Linked DNA regions of Mus musculus: regions 2 and 3 are each linked to region 1. The links are chromatin contacts, called in public HiChIP or PLAC-seq maps. All regions are on one chromosome and are shown on one strand. Each heading gives the region's core, a stretch centred on a gene start, on an enhancer-like site or on the middle of the called end of the contact. The rest is flanking DNA. Distances are from core to core; before and after follow the strand shown.

What was found. HiChIP or PLAC-seq counts read pairs in DNA pulled down with a chosen protein or histone mark.
Region 2: a contact with region 1 is called in an H3K4me3 HiChIP or PLAC-seq map of embryonic stem cells, with 11 times the contacts expected there. The contact joins two enhancer-like sites. A contact is called at or near these places in 3 of 15 datasets of contacts at CTCF or cohesin (embryonic stem cells and stem cell-derived epiblast-like cells), 1 of 484 Hi-C or Micro-C datasets (embryonic stem cells), 12 of 115 datasets of contacts at active chromatin or transcription factors (cardiomyocytes, embryonic stem cells, pancreatic cancer cells and 3 more) and 3 of 9 other capture datasets (embryonic tail, embryonic trunk and macrophages).
Region 3: an H3K4me3 HiChIP or PLAC-seq map of embryonic stem cells shows a contact between it and region 1, with 18 times the contacts expected there. The contact joins two enhancer-like sites. A contact is called at or near these places in 1 of 15 datasets of contacts at CTCF or cohesin (large pre-B cells), 1 of 484 Hi-C or Micro-C datasets (bone marrow-derived macrophages) and 9 of 115 datasets of contacts at active chromatin or transcription factors (acute myeloid leukemia, bone marrow-derived dendritic cells, embryonic limb bud and 2 more).

Annotation. Positions count from the first base shown.
Region 1 is chr4:146,473,683-146,477,479 of GRCm38.p6, forward strand. It overlaps the pseudogene Vmn2r-ps16 and the pseudogene Gm13241. Among named protein-coding and RNA genes, the nearest start is that of Zfp981, 26 kb to the right of the region's middle. Within about 2 kb of position 1,664, at least 13 of the 459 cell types and tissues checked have an H3K27ac peak or open chromatin away from gene starts, as enhancers often do. A contact at or near this core is called in embryonic stem cells, where this site is marked.
Region 2 is chr4:145,487,857-145,491,653 of GRCm38.p6, forward strand. No RefSeq gene overlaps it. Among named protein-coding and RNA genes, the nearest start is that of Zfp990, 21 kb to the right of the region's middle. Within about 2 kb of position 1,730, at least 1 of the 459 cell types and tissues checked has an H3K27ac peak or open chromatin away from gene starts, as enhancers often do. A contact at or near this core is called in embryonic stem cells, where this site is marked.
Region 3 is chr4:147,405,052-147,408,848 of GRCm38.p6, forward strand. No RefSeq gene overlaps it. Among named protein-coding and RNA genes, the nearest start is that of Gm46898, 4.8 kb to the right of the region's middle. Within about 2 kb of position 1,995, at least 77 of the 459 cell types and tissues checked have an H3K27ac peak or open chromatin away from gene starts, as enhancers often do. A contact at or near this core is called in embryonic stem cells, where this site is marked.

The DNA.
Region 1 (3,797 bases), core at 414-2,913:
GTCTAATTCTTTATCTCCTTCTTCTGGGAATTCTGCCAGCAAAGGGTGAGGAGTCACAGTGGTAGCTTCTGATAGTTGCTGCCCAGTGCCCTGCTTTTCTAACTCTCCTAATTACTCCTCAAACTTGTCAAATTCTTTCATATATATATGAATACACACACACACACACATATCATTCCTACTTCTGGGAATTAAGAACAACGTAAATGTAAGAATTTTTCTAACACCTGTTATTATGTTTTTGTAGTTTTGTGTTTTACTCTTTATTTATTTTATTTTATTTTAAACCCTATTCCTCCCACCTAGAGCAGCTCTTGGCTGTGAACAAATTTTCTTAACCCATGTTCCTCGTGTCTTGAGGGATTCCTTGAGATCCTGTTAAAAACAATTCATGTCTACTTAATGTGTGTCCCATATTCTAGCCACTCTTCCTACCTTTCTCGGGTTTACTGTCGATGGAGTCCCCCATGCCCATTTCTCATCTCCTGTATCTACTCTCAGGCATTCCTTTACTAAGGACCACAAAGTAAAAGCTTCAATGGGCACCTTTTCAGGACCATGAGCAGCCTAAAAGCTTCTAATTCGCTCACCAATTTTATTCCATGTTTCCACATTAATAGTACCATCCCTAGGATGGTAGGCCTGGTCAGAGTCCCTCATTAACTTGTACCATGAAGCTTGGCCACAGGACAGCAGTAGATCCTCTATTTGGGGGATTCAAGAGATCAAATGACTCAGACAGCTGGGGCATTACTAGCTCTGCACTGCCACCCCAGGGACAGACAGAGCCCTAGTATGGGAAATATTTATTTTAGGAGAATTTATTTGTCTCCAAGAGAACTTACTGTTCCTCTTACAAAGAACAGGGTATTTTGTGTACATAATTTGTTACACACTCGTTGCCCACTGCTGCAATCTCTACCTAAGTTGATAAGTCCTGCAGAGTAACTTCAGTCAATGTCAAATGGTAACAACAACTAAATCAAACAGTAGCCATGAATTTGAAAGCACTGTGTATTTAATGCAAGGTAAATGAAAAAGAAATGAAATAACATCTGATTGGCTCTCCCGGAAGACCCGCCCCCTTCTCATCCCGCCGCCCGCCCCCCTCGGCACGCCCACAGCGGAGGACGGAACTGAGCGCACAGGCGCGGTGCTGCCTCTCTCAGCTGGTTTCCCGCCCTCCTTCCTTCCCTCCCAGTCCTCTCGCCCCTCCTCAGGCCCGAGCATCTTCCTCCTTCTGGCGCCATCCTTAGCTGAGCTTTCGCCAGGGAACGTCTTCCTAGTCCCTCAGGCAGCGGTGCGGGCGCGACCCTGCTCCACGCTCGCGGTTCCCGGGGAGGAGCATACCACCAGAGCACGGGGGGAGCCGCCCTGCCAACCGCGCCTCGGCGACCCCGTGGGGCTGAGTCGACGTCACACCAGAGCACGGGGGAGCCGGCCGCCCTGCCTCCCGCGCCTCGGCGACCCCGTGGGGCTGAGGCGACGTCACACCAGAGCACGGGGGGAGCCGGCGGTCCTGCCGCCTGCGCCTCGACGACCCCGCGGGGCTGAGGCGACGCCACACCCCGCAGCCTGAGCGCACAGCGGCCTTGACCCAGAACTCGGAGCCGCGAGCGCCGCCCCCACCCATCCGGACCACGGTCAAGGCCGAGACCGAGGAGCGGAGCCTGGACAACTTCTTCGCCAAGAGGGACAAGAAAAAGAAGGAACGGAGCAGTCGGGCGGCCAACGTTGCGAGCGGCACTGACGGGAGCAGCGCGGCGGCGGGCTCCAGGCCGGGCGATGGCCGGAGCTCGGTCTCAGGTGCCAGGTCGGGCGACTTAGGGAGCTCGGGCTCTGGTGCTAGGTCCAGAGACAGCGGGAGCGCGGGCCCGGCCGACAAGGCCATAACGAAGGATGAAAATGAGTGGAAAGAATTTGAGCACATAGAGGTTGATTACAGTGGATTAAGAGTTCAGGCAATGCAAATAAGTGAAAAGCAAGATGATGATAATGAGAAGAGAGAAGATCCAGGAGATAATTGGGAAGAAGGTAGAGGTGGCAGTGGAGCAGAAAAATCTCCAGGTCCCTGGAATAAAACCGTTCTGGTACAAGCGCCTCCTGCTCCAGTAACAGTTACAGAAACCCCGGGGCCAGCAATGCCCAGTGGTGTATTTAGGCCTCCTGAGGCAAGGCTAACCACAACAAGGAAAACACCACAAGGACCACCGGAAATATACAGTGACACACAGTTCCCATCCCTGCAGTCCACTGACAAGCATGTAGAGAGCCGGAAGGATAAAGAAATGGAGAAGAGCTTTGAAGTAGTAAGACACAAAAATAGAGATAGGGAGGAGGTTTCAAAAAACCAGGCCCTTAAACTTCAGCTAGACAACCAGTATGCTGTGCTTGAGAATCAGAAGTACAGCCACACACAGTATAGGTAAGGAATGGTCTTTGCTAAGCCTACGAAGGTAATTAGACCACAGCTAACCACCAAGAACAGCCATTCATCGTTTTGATTTATGGATCTACAGTGACTGACTGAAGACCTCAAAGTCCAGTGACTGTCCCTGTTGCATTATGGAAGTTCAAGAGTCACAACTGATCTTGATGTGTGTTGGATTTAGGGGTGTTTCATTGTCTTAAGTATTTGTGAATTAGATTCAACAGTGTTTCCATATTTGCTCTGTGTATAAAACCAAACCTGCAGCAAGTGGCCATTCAAACATCTTTACGTTCAGATACTGAGCCTTCGCAAGGTTGACTACCTCAGATTTGCTGCCCTTAGTTATAGATTTCATTTGGATCACATCTTCAACATAAGGTTACAGCTACTAGTGCCTGTGTGAACCTTGAAATCAACTCTACTGGATTCCTGTCAGAAAGCCTTCAGAAGTCAGACATCTGGGTTCTGATCTGCTGTAAATGATGAAGAGGTAAGTGACCTTAATTAACCTGTTCTGTGCCTCATCCTAAGGCAAACTCTGTAGGCTTTGCCTATGTTAGACTCCCTGGAACAAGCCACTGTCAGAAATGATGTGTTTGGATCATCTGTGTGGGGCTTATGATTTATAATTTAAGTTTTTAGTTGTATGAGATAACTGTGGATTTAATTCAACCAAACTTGGGTCCACCAAATGGGGAGTGGGTGGGGGGTAGACTTATTTCTTTGAATAATTTTTCATTCAGATAGTGTTGTTCGATTCCACATTAAGGCCTTGCTTTGACTTGGAGTAAGTTCTTTAAGGGCATATTGTGTGGAGAAATAGTCTGAAAGAAGCATTGGAATTGTAAAGTGCCCTAAGGATTTGCCAATCCTTAGGTGAAACCAGATAGCCTTTGATACATATAAAGGACAATGGATCTGCTGCACTCCAGGTGCTGCTCAAGCCTCCTAATCAGGTCTAATTGAATTGCTGTGGACGAGGTGTGGTGTCTCATCACTGCTGTGGACAGAGTATGGGGTCTGCTCAGGAGGAGAGGGTTTCTCTAACCTAGCTTTTAACAGTTCAAAGCAACAGGAGCAAAACACCCAAGTTGCGCAAGAATCTGGCATGGTGTCTGATAAATCCTTGTGTGTGCCCCAAATGTGAAGGTTATAGGCTATTCTGTAGATCCATTCATTGTTTAGCCAGCTCTTGACATTCACCTTTGGAATATGTTTGGTAATAACTTGGAGACGCAGGGGAATAGCCAGTAATGTAGCATTTCTGTTGTTAATAATTTCAATTTAACTATCTAGTAGTACTTGGCTCTCAGAAGAGGTTACTGCTAAATTTCTTTCTACTTAATGAAATAGCCTGTCAGTTACC
Region 2 (3,797 bases), core at 480-2,979, 990 kb before region 1:
TGATGAGCTCATTCTACAATAGGATGTCCCTGTGTATTATAGGGGATGTCAGGGGAATATGAGAAACTAAGAGTCAAACATGAATTTTAATATGCCTTTTAAGTTTAAACAATGGTATTTTCTGATTTGAGCCCTTGGCATTATAAACTAATGAAACAAATACTGTATCATATCTTTGAAAGTTTCCCCAGGTTAGGCCAAGGCATAAATAACAATGAGAATGAAGCGTACATACATACAGGAATAAAAGCAAACTTTCCAAAAGACAGGACATGTGTAACATTTGTCTGTTTTAAATTACAGGGATATAGGCTCATCAGGGGTTAAATACCCAAGCTGAGCTAACAGCTTTGCAGGAATGCAGGAGCAGTTTCTCTGAGTGCAATGGTGATTTGTAATGTAAGATCTTGCTAAGTTACCTTCATAGGAAAAGCAACAAGCTTTTGTTAAGAAATTAAATTAATCCTTACCTTCATGTATATGACCAAGAAGCATAGAATGAACTTGAACATGCCCATTAGAGGAAAGGCAATTTCTAAATTGAAGCAAGACTTGTAATTCTGAAAGGTGGGGATAAAATAGTAAAATACCTGTTATACAGTTTTTAAAAGGGGGCTTGTCCTTCATATATAAAAGACAATGTATCTCAGCTACATCATGGTCAGGAGTCATAGTGGAAGAGTAGTCTGGAGTATTTGTGGTACCACCTTAAGCTGAAGTTGCTGTGCCTTACTCCCAGAACATTCAGCAGCCGGTCCTTTCAACTTCAAGGTCAGAGCAGCTGTTGGGCTGGGAAATGGGCAGGAGAACAGGGGTGTGGGCAGGGGTGTATTTTCTCCTGCCACTCTCACAATTCTGTCATGGATATCTTACCATTTTGGGGAAGTTTGAGATACTATGAACCTGGGGTTTTTGGTGATGTTTTAATTAATTTTATAATTTCCAGAATTTTTTCTAAAATATCCTCTTAGATCCGTGGCAGTATCTGTAGTTTGTACACAGGAATTCTCTATGCTAAAGCCTCAATAAAGCTCCTTGAACTCAAATTCTCCCATGTTTCCTAACTCCCCTGTTTCTCTGTTTGCTACTTCATTTCCCTTTTAACAGGGGACTGAATAGACATCCCAAGAGAGCATTTTAGATATTAGTCATATGAGGGACCATTGCAGATTTGATTGAATTAGAAAATGTAGGTTATAAAGCACCATCATATGACTGTAAATACTAACATTTACTGAATAAAGTTACACTCTCCATTAATTTCTCCATTAATATACTAAGGTATATGCAGGCTTTGATCTAAATACACCATTCAGAATATGTCTTCACAGGCTTAGATATTAATATTACATCTTAGGTTTGAATGAAAATGAAAACAAGATTGCTGCAAATTATGACTGAGAAGAACATATATTGTAGGTTCTGTTAACCCAGGGTATCACCAGAGAAAAACCAATTCCACCATATGGCAAGCTTTATTAATATTTATATCCTGACTAAGATATGGACTTTCCTCACATGATACAGGGGGTTGTATAGGGTATTGTAATTTCCTATGAGGCTTTATTAGTTTCCTAAGACTTGCAGCCTGCAGCATTCCAAGAAGTTACCTGTTCTTCTGCTGGTGGTGCTTAGAGGTTAATTTTTGGCATTTCAGTCTGAGGGAGAAAGCAGTCTGAGTTCTCTGGTTGGATCCAGAATCAGGAGCCAAGAAAGCACCTAGGCAACAATGTCTGCATTGATATGTTAATAGGCACCCCAGTTAGCTTTTCCTCCTGAATTTCTTTAAATACTTCCAAAGTTCAGCCCAGCATGCTTTGAGAGAATGATAGCAGGCTAAAATATTTTTATATGTAGACAACTTCCTGTAGATTAAGACAGAATTAGATAGCATTTTTAAACAATTTTGATTGCTCACTTACATGAGGAAAAATGGCTCCTTAGTTCATGAAAAGCACTCTGCCTATGCACATTCATGTTTTGTTGAATTCTGCAATGTGGACTTCTTGCAGATGTGGGAATGCTTAGACCCTGCACTCAGGGTCTTTTTCAGAGACCTCTTGTTGGAGAAGATCAACTGTCTGCATTCTTTTTTTTTCATTTTTTATTAGATATTTTCTTCATTTACATTTCAAATGCTATCCTGAAAGTCCCTTTTACCCTCCCCCTGCCGTGCTCCCCTACCCACCCATTCCCACTTCTTGGCCCTGATGTTCCCCTGTACTGGGACATATAAAGTTTGCAAGACCAAGGGGCCTCTCTTCCCAATGATGGCAGACTGGGCCATCTTCTGCTACATATGCAGCTAGAGACACGAGCTCAGGGGGGTACTGGTTAGTTCACGTTGTTGTTCCACGTATAGGTTGCAGACCCCTTCAGTTCCTTGGGTTCTATCTCTTCCTCCTCCATTGGGGGCCCTGTGTTCCATCCAATAGATGACTGTGAGCATCCACTTCTATATTTGCCAGGCACTGACATAGCCTCACAAGAGACAGCTATATCAGGGTCCTTTCAGCAAAATCTTGCTGGTGTATGCAATAGTGTCTGCTTTTGGTGGCTGATTATGGGATGGATCCCCAGGTGGAGCAGTCTCTGGATGGTCCTTCCTTTACTCTCAGCTCCAAACTCTTTCTCTTTAACTCCTTCCACGGGTATTATGTTTCCTATTCTAAGACGGAATGAAGTATCCACACATTGGTCTTTCTTCTTAATTTTCTTGCGTTTTGCAAATTGTATCTTGGGTACTCTAAGTTTCTGGGCTAATATTCACTTATCAGTGAGTGCATATCAAGTGAGTTCTTTTGTGATTGGGTTACCTCTCAGGATGATCTCCTCCAGATACATATATTTACCTAAGAATTTCATAAATTCATTGTTTTTAATAGCTGAGTAGTACTCCATCATGTAAATGTACCACATTTTCTGTATCCATTCCTCTGTTGAGGGACATCTGGGTTCTTTCCAGCTTCTGGCTAAAATAAATAAGGCTGCTATGAACATAGTGGAGCATGTGTCCTTTTTACCAGTTGGAACATCTTCTGGGTATATGCCCAGGAGAGGTACTGCTGGATCTTCTGGTAGTACTATGTACAATTTTCTGAGGAACCACCAGACTAATTTCCAGGGTGGTTGTACAAGCTTGCAATTTCACCAGCAATGGAGGAGTGTTCCTTTTTCTCTACATTCTATCCAGCATCTGCTGTTACCTGAATTTTTGATCTTAGCCATTCTGACTAGTATGAGGTAGAATCTCAGGGTTGTTTTGATTTGCATTTCCCTGATGATTAAGGATGTTGAACATTTTTTCAGGTGCTTCTCAACCATTCAGTTTAGGAAGTTGTTTCCTGATCCAACAAGTTCAAAGCTATTCTCCACTTTTTGTTCCATTAGATTAAGTATGTCTGGATTTATAATGAGGTCTTCGCTTCACTTGGACTTGAGTATTATGCAGAGTGCTAAATATGGATCTATATGCTTTTTTCTACATGATGACATCCAGTTAGACCAGCATCATTCATAGAACATGTTCTCCCCTTTCCATTGTATAGTTTTAGCTTCTTTGACAAAATTTAAGTGTCTGTAGGTGTGTGGGTCTAATTTTGGGTCTCCTATTGAATTCCATTAATCCACCTACTTATTTCTTTCTATACCAGTACCATACAAATTTTTATTACTATTTTTCTGCCATACATCTTTAAGTTACAGAAATTGATAGCTCCAGATTTTTTTTTGTTGTTCAAGAACATTTTATCTATCCTGTGGTTTTTGTTTTGTTTGCTGTTCCATACAACGTTGAG
Region 3 (3,797 bases), core at 745-3,244, 930 kb after region 1:
ATATGAAGAGATGAGATGAGTGGAATTGGGGTACATGATGAAATTCACAAAGAATCAACAAAAAGTTTTTAAAAACAATAATAATATATTTGGAAATGTTAAATGTTTCATAAACCTTAAAATGCTTATTGTTTTAAAATAATAACATTTTTAAAAACTTTAAAAAAAAGAAGTGGGAGAAAAGAAAAAATAACATTTGTTGGGTCAAGATTTCATTAAGCTATAAAAGTTAATGTCATATACATAAAATTGATCAGGATTTCCTTCCAAAACAGAAGCTAAATATACATACTATTTCATCTCATATATATATATATATATATATATATATATATATATATATATATAATAACATAAAATTCATATTATTTCTTCAAAATACTCTTGTTTATTTTTTAAGTCTAAGTTTGTTTAATGAATGCTACAACGTTGAGCCAGAGGATTCTCCCTCCCATCTGTCTATGCTTTTGACCATTATACGCAGCTATCTTGCTTGAGGACATTGTGGCAGTTTTGCATAATTCATAAATTGTTTTGATGGTTATCCCAGTGGTGACTTATCTTATTTCTTTTTTTTTTAAGATTTACTTATGTATTATATGTAAGTACACTGTAGCTGTCTTTGGACACTCCAAAAGAGGGTATCAGATCTCATTATGGATGGTTGTGAGCCACCATGTGGTTGCTGGGATTTGAACTCAGGATCTTTGGAAGAGCAGTTAGAGCGCTTAACTGTTGAGCCATCTCACCAGCCACCCTTATTGTTTCTTTAACGTTCTAAGTCACTTTCCTACATATAATATAAAAAGAATAATTGAGTAGGCCACACTATTCTTAGTATAAAACTGTTAAGTGTATTTATGTTTGTATGTATGTGTTTTTGTTTGCTTGTTTGTTTGTTTTTGTACTGGGCCATCTATAAATTAATAGATTTACATGTTTACTGAAGATCTCTATTTTGTTTCCTTTTCACAATGAGGATTATAGGAAATGTAATACAAACAAATAATAATGTTGAAAATTTTTTCTTTCTTTTTTTGTGGTTTTGATTTTTTTTTTTTTTTTTGAGATAGTTTCTGGGACTCTGCCTTCTGGGTGCTGTAATTAGAAACCATGCACCATGGCTGACCACCCAGCTATTAAATGTCTATTATGTATGAATATATATATGGTTATATGTTTTATTGTTGTTTTCATAATACATGTCGACATAAAAGCCAGAGTACTCGTCTTAAAGGGACCATATCTTAAAGGGAGATGATTAATATGAGTTTTTATTTTTATTTTTTTTTGCAATTTGGTCAACAAATATTGAGTACTGTGCCCTTGCCTCGTAGCTCTATGTCAAAATATGGCTCTATGTCAAAATACATGATAAACAAAACAGCAATCGGCCTTGGGCAAGGAGTTTCTAAAACAGCTCCGCTGCATGGTTCTATTTTGCCGGTTTTTTTTTTTTTAATCCACCTATTGATTTTGAGGATTATATTCTAGCCTAAGGAATCGATTTAGACCCAAATAGTTGGTTCTGATCTAACGACAGCAAAGTCTAGGCGCCACTGGGGCACTGTTGTATCTCCTAACAGCTAATCCCAAATAAAGACTCCAGGTGTTTGGGTCCAAGCTGACTCCCTCCCCCCTCCCTCCCCCCCCCACCCCCCACCCCCCATGGTAAACTTCCTAAGGTTGACTGGGGTCCTTGGATGGAGAACCTCCAAACGAATGGACAGCATATCCACCAGAGGGTGCTGTGAGGACAGGTCTGTGGTGGGAGGGGAGCTCGCCCAGTGACCCTCAAACCCAGGTAGGCTTTATTAGTTGGTTTTTCTTTCTTCTTCATGTTTCCTTCCTACCCGCTAAAACCGTCGTTACCCCTCCCCCCACTCAGGGTCTCGTTTTGAAGATAGTGATTCGACTTTCGCCGCGACTACAGCAGAGCTGTGTTCCAGAGGAAGTGTTATCTCTGTCGCGGCTGGAGACGTCCTGTCCCTGGACCGCCCGGGGCGCAGGCGGTGGGTGGGTGGGGACCTCCGAGGCCGCAGCTCGCCGTTGCGCCGCAGGGGCCGCGAAAGGGTTAACCCGGCGGGGGGGGGGGGTGCGAGAGGAGGGAGGGGGCGCGGGCCGCGCGTGCGCTCTGCCGCCCTCCATTGTCTCCACAGCGGCGAGGAGCGCCGGCGAACGCAGCCCGGGACGGAGCAGGGCGGCGCGGCTGGCTGGCGGGGCCGGCGGCGGCTGGAGCCGGAGCACGACGCCACGCGACCGCGGCTTCCAGAGCTCCGCCTGGCTACCCCACCGCCGCGAGCCCTCCCGAAGCCTGGAGGAGTGAGGGCCGCCGGCGCGGGCTGTGGAGTCCTGAGACGGGGGACGCGAACGGCGCGGCGCCTCCCTCCCTTCGCTGCGGCTCCTTAGGCTCCTGAGCCCGGGGGGCGGCCTGTGGCGCGAGGCGCCGGCTCTGGACCCCGCTTCTTCGGACCTGGGCTCCGGAGCCTCGCTGGCGGATGCTCTACCTCTGCACATCGCACCCAGGTGGTTCAGCTCGCACCTAATATGAGTTTTTAAATAAAACATTTTCAAATCTGCTTTTAGGGTAAGATATACATACTCCCACTGTACTGGTCTAGATGCTATCTCTTTGATCCTTATCCCACTTCTGGCCTGTATTGCTTGAGGATATACATTAACTTGTCCCATATTTCTTGAGGACCTACATTAACTTTAAGAGATGGTTGCACCTTCTGTAGGATATGATCTTCCTGTGCACTCCCTTGAAATACTAAACTCTATTCCAAAGATTAAAAGGATGATTTATGCCTGTGCTTTCGTATACATATCACATATATGGCAATAGACATATGAATATGAACGCTTTGAAGATGTTTATGTGATTTTCTTACTACTTCTGCCTCTTTAAAGTCAAACGAATGCGCTTTTCAAGAACTATGTAAGAGATAACTCTAAATAACTTTTTAAATTATTATTTAAGAACCTACTTTAAGGCTTATACAGATATTTTAGAGTTTACAGATGATTAATATATTGCAACATAATGATATATTTTTAAAAATTAGTTATCCTTGTTATTAGCTTAAAAATGAATAATTAAGTCAAACTCTATCCTGATCTGGATGTCTTATCATATTTTGTTACCTCTTAAGTACAATAAAAGTAAATGCTGTTTCTAACAACAAAACTCCATGTCCTCTTACACTGCATAATGGCTTAAATTTTAACACATACTTAATTTAAATTTGGTCACAAAACTACTAATGTATTTTAACTACTTATAACAGATATCTAAAACACTATGTTTTATGTGTTTTAGATAAAGCCTCTTGGTCTTCCATTTTTAATTAACTCATTAAAATTGTTTTCTAAATTTCATGATAACAAGAAGAATGAAGTATATTGTAAAAAATTATTTAAACTGGATATATTTGTTAATAAGTTAAAAATAATAAAGAGTTTCTGGTTTCCATCTGCTCCTGGAGCTGACCCTGTGCCACAGCTCTCCAAACCCAAATTCCTCTGGGAGAAAGCTGGTCTTCCAGGAGTGCTGACACACCTGAGAGCACAGGTAAGACCACCACTTCTGCTCAAATACCCAGCCCAAGAGGACCCTCCTAGAGCCCTCAGGACACAGGAACCAAGAAGCAGCCTGGGACCAGATCCTTCTAGAATCTATCTGCACTCGGAGCTGACCTTGTGCCACAGCTCTCCATACCCAAATCCCACCATAAGAGAACTGGTCTCCCAAGAGTGCTGACACACAGGCTTACAGGAGGGACAAGCCACAGTCA